Regions from separate parts of the Sus scrofa genome. Here region 1 is linked to region 2. Evidence: chromatin contacts called from public HiChIP or PLAC-seq data. All regions are on one chromosome and are shown on one strand. The core of a region is the stretch at or near the end of the contact, and the rest is flanking DNA. Distances in the headings are between cores, read along the strand shown. Region 1 overlaps SLC12A8 (solute carrier family 12 member 8). Region 2 has its middle 39 kb from the start of ZNF148.

Region 1 (4,651 bases), core at 1,434-3,933, 270 kb before region 2:
CGTTCCGCCCACAAGTAATGCCATCACCAGTTCCGAGTCTCTGTCTGTCCTGGTCCAGGGCATTTCCCCTCCTCGTTTGTCTTGAACTGCCGGTTCCAGGAAGCAGCTAATCGCTTTACCCCAAACCACGTCATCACCCTGTATCAGGCTGATGATAAGGTCTGCACCTTGTTACTATGTGACTTAGGCAACAGCTTCCTTTGTACAAGGAAAGCCTCTGACTTGGTCTTCCATCCTCATCCTAAGGCCTTTTAGCCTGTCTTCACTGTGTCAGTGTAACATCTGAGGGTGGCTGGTGTTGGCCATCACTGTACCAGCTTGGGAAAACCTTTATGAGGCTAAACCTCTAGCGCCATCCACACCCATCCTGGCTATTGATATCATGCTTATGGTTTGGTTGGGTGGCACCAGGTGGACTGGGGGCTTGCGCTTGGCACAGGGACTCACAAGTCTGGTCTGACAATGGATGCAGATGGCCAGGAGAGGGACTGACCTCTGAAACTTTTCTAAAATCAGCTTGATTACAATAACGGGTATTGATGTATCTGACCTCTTACCAACCCCTACAAAACAAACAGTGGTACCTGTTTTTTCTAACCACCGCCTTCGTCGAGCACAGCGCCAGCAGACTGTCTTCACTGCTGCCTGTCATCACAGTCATACTTCCCACCCTATTTTCTTTTTTGAAACTAAAAATGAAAATTTGTAAGGGGGGAAAAAAGCCTGATCATTTTTTCTAGGCTTTTCTGGTGTCTGTTAGTTGTTTATTAAAGGACTACTTACTCTTTCTTAAAGAACTTCCAAGCTTCCTCCTGGGAGCTTCTTGATCCAAATCTGTGACCTCAGAAGCCCTCGATTTTCTCTTTCCATTTGTTTCTCTGCTGCCTGGTTTCTTTCATCTTTCAAAAAGTTCATAAATGTATTATTTCTCTTTTCCATTAAGGCAGAACGCCCAGGCACTGAAGTGACGGAGCCTTACCTGCTGCCTTTTGTTGCTCTTTGGAGGCAGTGTGGCTCTGAGCCTCAGCCTCCTCATCTGCAGATGGGGATAAGATTACTGACCTCGCAGGAGATTTATAAGGCATCTAGCAGGGCACCTGGCACCTAGTAGGTGCTAAAGAAATGCCTACTCAGGGAAGAGGGCTCCTTTTCTCGCTCAGAATCCCCTTGGGTTCCTAAGGACTCTGGCTGCCTCTCCTTACCTTCCACCTGATTTCTAAAACACCACTCCTCCTCCACATCTGGCTGATTGGTTTGTTTATTCAGCTGATCCTATAGGAATCTTTCATCCCCTCTTGCACTCTATTCTTGGAGGCCAAACTTGTCCCCCACCCTCTCGATGCTCAGGAGACGCTGCTGAGACAATGTCAAAAAATGGGACATTCGGACGCTGAGACTCCAACAAGGTTTGCTGGCTTCTGTGTCCTCTCTTCCAGCATCCTCTCAAAAGCACATGGAGCAATGGGGTTCATCATTTTCTGTCTGCATGACCTTGGGAAATCACCTGTCTGTATTCTTGTTTCCTCATCTGTAAAATGGATTAGTCATAGAACCCATGGGAGGATCCAGGCTCTGTGGGGCCTGAAACTTTTTAAAAAAATACAGAGTTATGAATAGGGCCTTAGATGGAGATCATGCAAGCGAGGGACCCTAAAGCCCAGACTTCATTAGCTTCATGGTAAACCTGCATCTGACAGAAGCAGTGGGGCCAAGTTGAGGTTTGAATGAAAGACTACTGTAACATGCTCAGCACGGTGCTCGATGTCATCCGCTATTGTAGTGATAAAGATTATTACAGATGTTCTAATAATTTTGATAAAATTATAAACTAATGCTATAAGTGAAACTGCAAAACACACAAGCAAAATAATGATAAAGCTTCCTTCCTTTCTCCTGTTCCTATTCACATGTCTGTCACAATGCAGTGGGGTGCGTGGGGTTTTAGAATAATGTACTTCATTGTGGCTTTTTGTTCCTTAAACCAGGACCCCGTTCTGGCCCAGCAGGTCCTTGTTCTCTCATTCACGAGACACATAACTTAGGAGGAGACCTAGGACATACCTTGGGAGGAGATGAATGCAGAAGGGAGCCTGGAGGCAGGGCCAGGGCTGATGCTCAGAGCTGAGCATCCCAGAGACTCTGTGTGTGTGTGTGTGTGTGTGTGTGTGTGTGTGTGTGTGTGTGTGTGTGTGTGTGTGTGTGTGTGTTAGGGTGGAGGGGGGTGAGGGGTGGAATCAGGCACAGGGAGGTCAAAGGGTGTCACAGAAATAGCAGGGCTCTGGACCACAAAGGTAACTGTGGATATTCTGGTAAAGGCTGCTGGTTTCCCCGCTACATTTTTATGCTGGGTGTGGTCAACCACAAGAGGCCCTCATCCCTTCCAGTAAGAGTTTGAGATTTGAGGACGAGGGTTACATGACTTCACACAATGGTATTATTCCTAGTGAATTTCCATTTCCTAGTTCCTCCATGTATTTACCGTGGATCCGTGGAGTGGCTGCATGTGTGTGTGTGTAAACCCTATAGGGAGAGACGTTTGTTTTTCAGGGAAGTTTGCTGGTATACCTCGGGGAAAGAAAGCACTTTCAGAGAGAAAGCAAACGCAGAGTCTTCCAAGGCCCCAGCCCCACCCTGCAGCCCCCACCACAGGGCGTGGTGCAGCGCAGTGAGAAGGACAGACTGAGACCTTGCTTCAGAAACCCAGAGGAGCCACGGAAAGCCCCGGCTTCAGCTGCTCTTCCCAGGAGGTCTCCTGCCCCTGGGATAAAAATCTCCAAAGTAACCTAAATAAAATGTCATTGGCCAGAGATGAGGATGCGGGGCAGGGGACTGAAGTGTCCGTTCTTCTAAAATCCTCTCCCCTGCCTACAATCTGGAGGTTCTCTTATTCCAGAAAAGGATGGCGTTGGAGGGAGCCCCAGCCATGACTCACTCAGAGCTAATCCTTGGCAAATCCATCACCATGGAAACTGCCAATCATCCATGCTTTTCATAGCTTAATGGAACATCTGCCAGGGGAAAGCCAAGCGATACAAATTGCTGACCTGCCTACCCTGTTTACACTGGGACCCCCTGAAAAACAGAGGGAGCCAGGGAAGGCAAGTCTCCACAGCAGGATGGTGGCCCAACTCCAGTCACTAATTAGCTGGGTGACCTTCCACGATCTTTCATAAGTTCTTTTGCCTTCCTCCTTTCCCCGGTGGTCAAATAAAGGGTCAGATCAGTGATTCTCAACCTGGTTGTGCCTGGAGGGGGTGGGGAGTGGGGTGAGGTAAAAGAGGCTTGTGTAGACAGCTTATTCAATAGTATCATTTCATATTTGGAATATTACAAAATGATTTTTTTATAATTTAAGCCACAAAAAAATAAAGCTTGATGAGTATTCTCAGGCAGCAATCATTCCCAAAGGAAGGACAAAGACACCTCTCTCTGGTCCAGGGAGGCACATGAGAATTTCCAGGGTCGTGCGGTTTTCAGTATGATTACCAAAAATGAAGATGGAGTAAAAGACAAAACATTGACAGTTGCTGGACCAGCTGATCTGGAATGTTATTCCAGCTCAAGCACTAGGCTTCCAAGCTCAGGCCACTGTGAACTCCTTACTGGAAGAGGACATGAGGGAGGGGGGGCTCCCCACCCCCTCCCCCTTCCAAACCGGGCTTCTCTTAAGGGACAATGTGCTAGCAGCGTGGAGGAGGCCTGGCAGGGTCCCATGGCTGAGGTAACCTCCCCAGGGGTGCTGGCCGCCTCGGAGGCCCACAGCCCTGCCTCAGGGGTCACTGCTAACCTGGCACCCGTGCCCAGCGGTGCTTGACTCACGGCCAGGCCTGAGGAAACACACACTTGGGTGGGAAGCTTCTTGGAGGGTTGGTGGGGAGGCTGGAAGTAGATGGTGATGAGGATGGGGGTGGGGGATGGGGAATGGGAGGGGCTGGAGAATACTCTCAGATGTTAACTTCTAAGATTTTTCCTCTATTTTATTTTCCCCTTTCCTTTTCTGTCCACTCAAGAGGAACTTGACCTTTATTCTACTGCCTTAGAGGAAATGCGTGGTGAAGCAGCAGCAGAATATGCCTGAGCACGGTTTGGGGTTCCGTTTCTCAGAAGCCCGGGCCCTTAGGAAATTGTACAGGGTTGAGGAAGCAGGAAAGAAGCTGCAGAATGACAGGGGAAAGCCTTGGGGGATGAAACCAGCATACTATATAGTTTGCAGAGCCCAGAACAAATAAAAATGTAAGACATCTGTTCAAAAATTATTACGAATTTGAGCCACAGTAAAGCATTAAACCAAGTATGGGGCCCTTCTGAGCTTGGGACCCAGCGTGAATGCCTACATCCATGCCTGTCCGCAAAGCTAGCCCTGGACAGCAATGTCCCCTTATTGGAACAGCGGATTGCCCCTGGAGCTGGGGAAGGAGAAAGGCCCACAGGATCTGAAACAACGGGGACCTGAGACCTATACCCTGGCAGCGCTGGTGGGAATCCGGCAAGATGCCAGAAAAGAGGGTCTGAGAAGTACACAGATTCTAAGCATAGGGTTCCCAGGCTCAGCAGATTTCCAGTCTCCCAAAGTAGCTCAGAAGCAGTTGAGAGCACAAACCTGAAGGGCTCAGCAGACGGGGCAAGGGGAGGGCCTGGCGCTGAGCACAGA
Region 2 (4,334 bases), core at 1,395-3,894:
GGAGCCCATGGGGTAAAAATGCTTCTAAATAAGAGAAAGGACAAATCCCTTCATCCCTAAAGAGCAAGGGGAAGAGACAAATCCCTGAAAATGCAGATTGCTATAGCATACAGAAAGAAAATGCTGGAAATTGTTTGGCATCCTCGATAAGACAGAAGAGATGTCTTTCATGAAACATGAGCAGATAGTCATAGGATGAAAACAAGATGAGAAGACCAAAATAAATAGAAAGGTGGAGGAGTTCCCTGGTGGCCTAGCAGGTGTCACTGCTTTGGCTCAGGTCACAGCTACGGCGTGGGTTAGATTCCTGGCCTGGGAACTTCCACATGCCACTGGTGCAGCAAAATAAATAAAAAAAGAAAAAAGAAAAGAGAAGGATTTTTGGCTGTGGAACAATGGAATCAGCTGCGGCTTGGCAGCTCTGGGATGCAGATTTGGACCCCCACCTAGCACAGGGGGTTAAGGATCTGGCATTGCTGCAGCTGTGGCTTAGGTTGCAACTGCAACTCTGATCTGATCCCAGGCCTGGGAACTCCACATGTTGGAGTTCACAAAAAAGACAAAAAAAAAAAAAAAAAAAAAAAAAGAAAAGGAAAAAAAAGGATGGTAGAGCAGGAGATAAAAGAATTCTAAGGGAAAATTATAAACACAAGGTCAAAAATACAATCAGACTATATATCTACACATAAAATTCTGTTGTTTTCACCTAGCAATATATGAGAAACATCTTTCCATATGTCATTAAATATCTTTTGCCATAGTATTCCTAATGACTGGACCGCATGGGTAATTCAATGTATGAAGAGTCACACTTCATTGAACTGATCCTCTCATGTCAGAAAATTAGGTAATTTTTCAGAGTTCCCATCGTGGCTCACGGAAATGAATGCGACTAGGAACCATGAGGTTGTGGGTTCGATCCCTGGCCTCACTGAGTGGGTTAAGGATCTGGCATTGCTGTGAGCTATGGTGTAGGTCGAAGACCCTGGCCTCGCTGAGTGGGTTAAGGATCTGGCATTGCTGTGAGCTATGGTGTAGGTCGAAGACTCGGCTTGGATCTGGAGTTGCTGTGTTCTGTGGCTAGGCTGGCAGCTGTAGCTCCAATTAGACCCCTAGCCTGGGAACCTCCCTATGCCACGGGTGTGGCTCTGAAAAGATTTTCAAGTTTTTCTGCCATTAAAGGCAATGTGAAGATATATAAAATTTTGTATATCTGCCCATGTAGTCAATGGCTATTTCTTGAGCATCCAGTGATTATTACTGGGCACAGACATGGTATATGGTGATGAAAGTGATGGACACAGTTCTCATCTTCATGGACTTTGCAGCTTGACAGGGAAATGAGAACATTAAGAAATTTCAACACTTTTGTGATAAATAGTAGAGAAATTATAGGGTGTTAAAGAAACACATGGTCAGGAAGTCTAACCTACTTAAGATTTTCCTGAGAAAGTGGTATTTACTCTGAGACCTGAAGAATGAGAGGAGGTAAGCTAAGAAAAGAATTGCAAATAATACTTTAGGGAGAAAGAACAGCATGTGCAAAGGCCTGATTGTGAGAAGAGCAAGGCACACTTAAGATGAAAGAAGTTCAGTGGCAAGTCATCAAGGGCTTTGGCACTGAAGGATGTTAAGCATGGGCCTGTCATGGTCAAAATTTTTGCTATAGAGCTCCTGTTGTGGCTCAGTAGGTTACAAGCCTGACTAGTGTTTATGAGGATGCAGGTTAAATCCCTGGCCTTGCTCAGTGGGTTAAGGATCCAGTGTTGCTGGGAGCTAATGGCCCGGATCCCGCATGGCTGTGGCCTGGGAAATTCCATGTGCCATAGGTGTGGCCATAAAAAAAGCAAAAAAAAAAAAAAAAAAAAAAGTTTTTTGCTATAGAAGAAACACTCCGGAGTACAATGGACATGGGATTGTAGTGTAGCATGACTCAAGGTTGGGAGGCCATTGAGGAAGCTGTTCCATAGCCCAGGCAAGAAAGGGTGGTGAGCTCGAAGAGGATGTTGGCAGTGAGGACTCAAAGAAGCAAATGGACAACGTGGCAGATATTTAGGAGAGGCTGATTCATTTGATGTGGGTGGTCAGGGAGAGGAGAGTCAAAGCTGAATCTCAGGTTTCTGACTTTAGCAACCAGGCGGTGCCATCGACTAGGCTCAGGAGAAAGAGGTGAGAGGGATGAGAGATGAGTGTTCTGTTGGGTAATGTTGAGTTTGAGGTTCCTACAAATTTCCCAAAGGGCAATAACCAAAATGCAATTGGATACATAGATTTGCAGCTCAGGATCTCTCCTGAGACCTAGACTGGAATTCTAGATTTGAGATCCATCAGCGCATGGGTTGTAATCCAAGCTTTGGGAGTGGTGGGAATTGTACAGAGAGAACATGTAGGTGGAGAAAGAAAAGCACCTGGGGCAGACCCTGAGGAACAGCGCCAACACTGAAGGGACAGGCAAAGGAAAAAGACACCTAGAAGGAATAGCTAACAAGATAGGGAGAACACCACAGGGTGGGGAGGAATGCAGCTTTACAGAAGCCAGAAGCCGAGGAAAGAGCTTGTGTCAATAGGAAGGGCATGACTAATAGCATCATATATTTCTAAGAAGTTAAGAAAGACAAAGGCTGAAAAGACTCCATCAGATTTAGCAACCACCTACATGACATGACCACAGAAGTGACGGAAGTGAGTTGGGCATGGTGACCAGGTCACCCAGTAGTTAGCTGAAGTTGAGGAATCAGCCAATCTCTCTGACTCTTGACTCAATTTGAGAGCCACTGTCTTTATTCAAGCAAGTTTAACTCATCTACATTTATTTTAATAGTGATTTTATTTGGGTTTGCCTCTTTCATTTTGTTTTATGCTTTCTAGTTTGTATGTGTCCATGCTCTTTCTTTTCTACTTGATTCCTTGCTGAATAGGCCACTGTGTTTACCATTATCTCCTAAAGTGAACTAGGGGTAAGCAGCCAGCTTTTAATTCTACTTACTTGTGGAACCAGAATTTGAACCCACGCAGAAACCAGTAGAACCAGAATTTGAACTCTGGAGCTCACGGTCTCAGTCACTAACTCTACTCTCTCTCTTGTGACCCCAAATATCCTAAAACCCATAGAAAATTAATGTGCTCTTGAAAATAGTTACAGCAAAAGGGCAACACTTTCACTCATAGAAATAGACCTTGGAGAACTAATCAGAGAATTATGGATACAGATATTCACTGCAGTATTATTTATAATGATATGAATTTACATAGGTTTTCCTTTTATTTTTTTAAATTTTTTTGCTTTTTTAGGGCCACACCCATGGCATATGAAGGTTCCCAGGCCAGGGGTCTAATCGGAGCAACAGCTGCCGAACCCACGGAGCAAGGCCAAGGATCAAACCTGCAACCTCACAGTTCCTAGTCGGATTTGTTTCCACTGTGCCATGCCAGGAACTCCAGGTTTTCCTTTAAAAAAAAAAAACAAACAAAAAAAACCCCAGCTATTCCTCTCTAGTGCTTGACTTATCTTTTTGTTCGTGTTAATAATTTTGGGGGAGTTCCTGTTGCAGCTAAGCGGTAACTAACCTAACTAGTATACATGAGGATGAGATTTTGATCTCTGGCCTCTCTCAGTGGGTTAAGGATCCAGCATTTCCAGGAGCTGTGGTGTAGGTGGCAGACACGTCTCAGATCCTGCATTGCTGTGACTGTGGCGTAGGCCAGCGGCCACAGCTCGGATTCATCCACTAGCCTGGGAACTTCCATATGCCACAGGTACGGCCCTAAAAAGAAAAATAATAATAATGATAATAATTATAGTTACTATCATTATTATTATGGATCTTGTATCTGAATTTAGCTGTAAATTGAGCACATACCTCGAAATGCTGATTGAAAAAACATTCACATTAAAATCTGTGCCCTGCTTGCTTCCCGAGTTGGCTGACTGTTTACAACACAGAGTAAGACTTGACATATAAGGGCGAAACAGCTCAGAGTCCATCTGAAGGAGGCAGAAGAGGCAGGCATTTTCTGACATCAGAGCGGAAAGTATTACAAGACCTGAGAAATTTGGTTCTAGCACGTCTGGCAATGAAGCAGAAAGAAACACATTAAGTTACATAATTTCCATTGTCCAACAAGACAAAGAATTCAAACGAATTCTTTTGCGGAGGCAGCTTTTTCCGAGATCCAAAATCAAGCAGGAATTGATGTGAGTCGTCATAGAAAGGGTATCGAGGGACATTGACTATCTGTAATATCGTGATTCATAAAAAGCAGATATTTGGTCTGGAACAGAGCTCCCCAAACCCTTGGAATTTCCGGAGCTGGACGAGCCATGAGATCATCTT

What was found. HiChIP or PLAC-seq counts read pairs in DNA pulled down with a chosen protein or histone mark.
Region 1: a contact with region 2 is called in an H3K27ac HiChIP or PLAC-seq map of alveolar macrophages. The contact joins two enhancer-like sites. A contact is called at or near these places in 2 of 2 datasets of contacts at active chromatin or transcription factors (alveolar macrophages and skeletal muscle).

What each region holds. Positions count from the first base shown.
Region 1 is chr13:135,193,798-135,198,448 of Sscrofa11.1, reverse strand. The region is part of intron 6 of SLC12A8 (solute carrier family 12 member 8); the gene reads right to left. Among named protein-coding and RNA genes, the nearest start is that of HEG1, 72 kb to the left of the region's middle. Within about 2 kb of position 2,683, at least 29 of the 83 cell types and tissues checked have an H3K27ac peak or open chromatin away from gene starts, as enhancers often do. A contact at or near this core is called in alveolar macrophages, where this site is marked.
Region 2 is chr13:134,928,046-134,932,379 of Sscrofa11.1, reverse strand. No RefSeq gene overlaps it. Among named protein-coding and RNA genes, the nearest start is that of ZNF148, 39 kb to the left of the region's middle. Within about 2 kb of position 2,644, at least 4 of the 83 cell types and tissues checked have an H3K27ac peak or open chromatin away from gene starts, as enhancers often do. A contact at or near this core is called in alveolar macrophages, where this site is marked.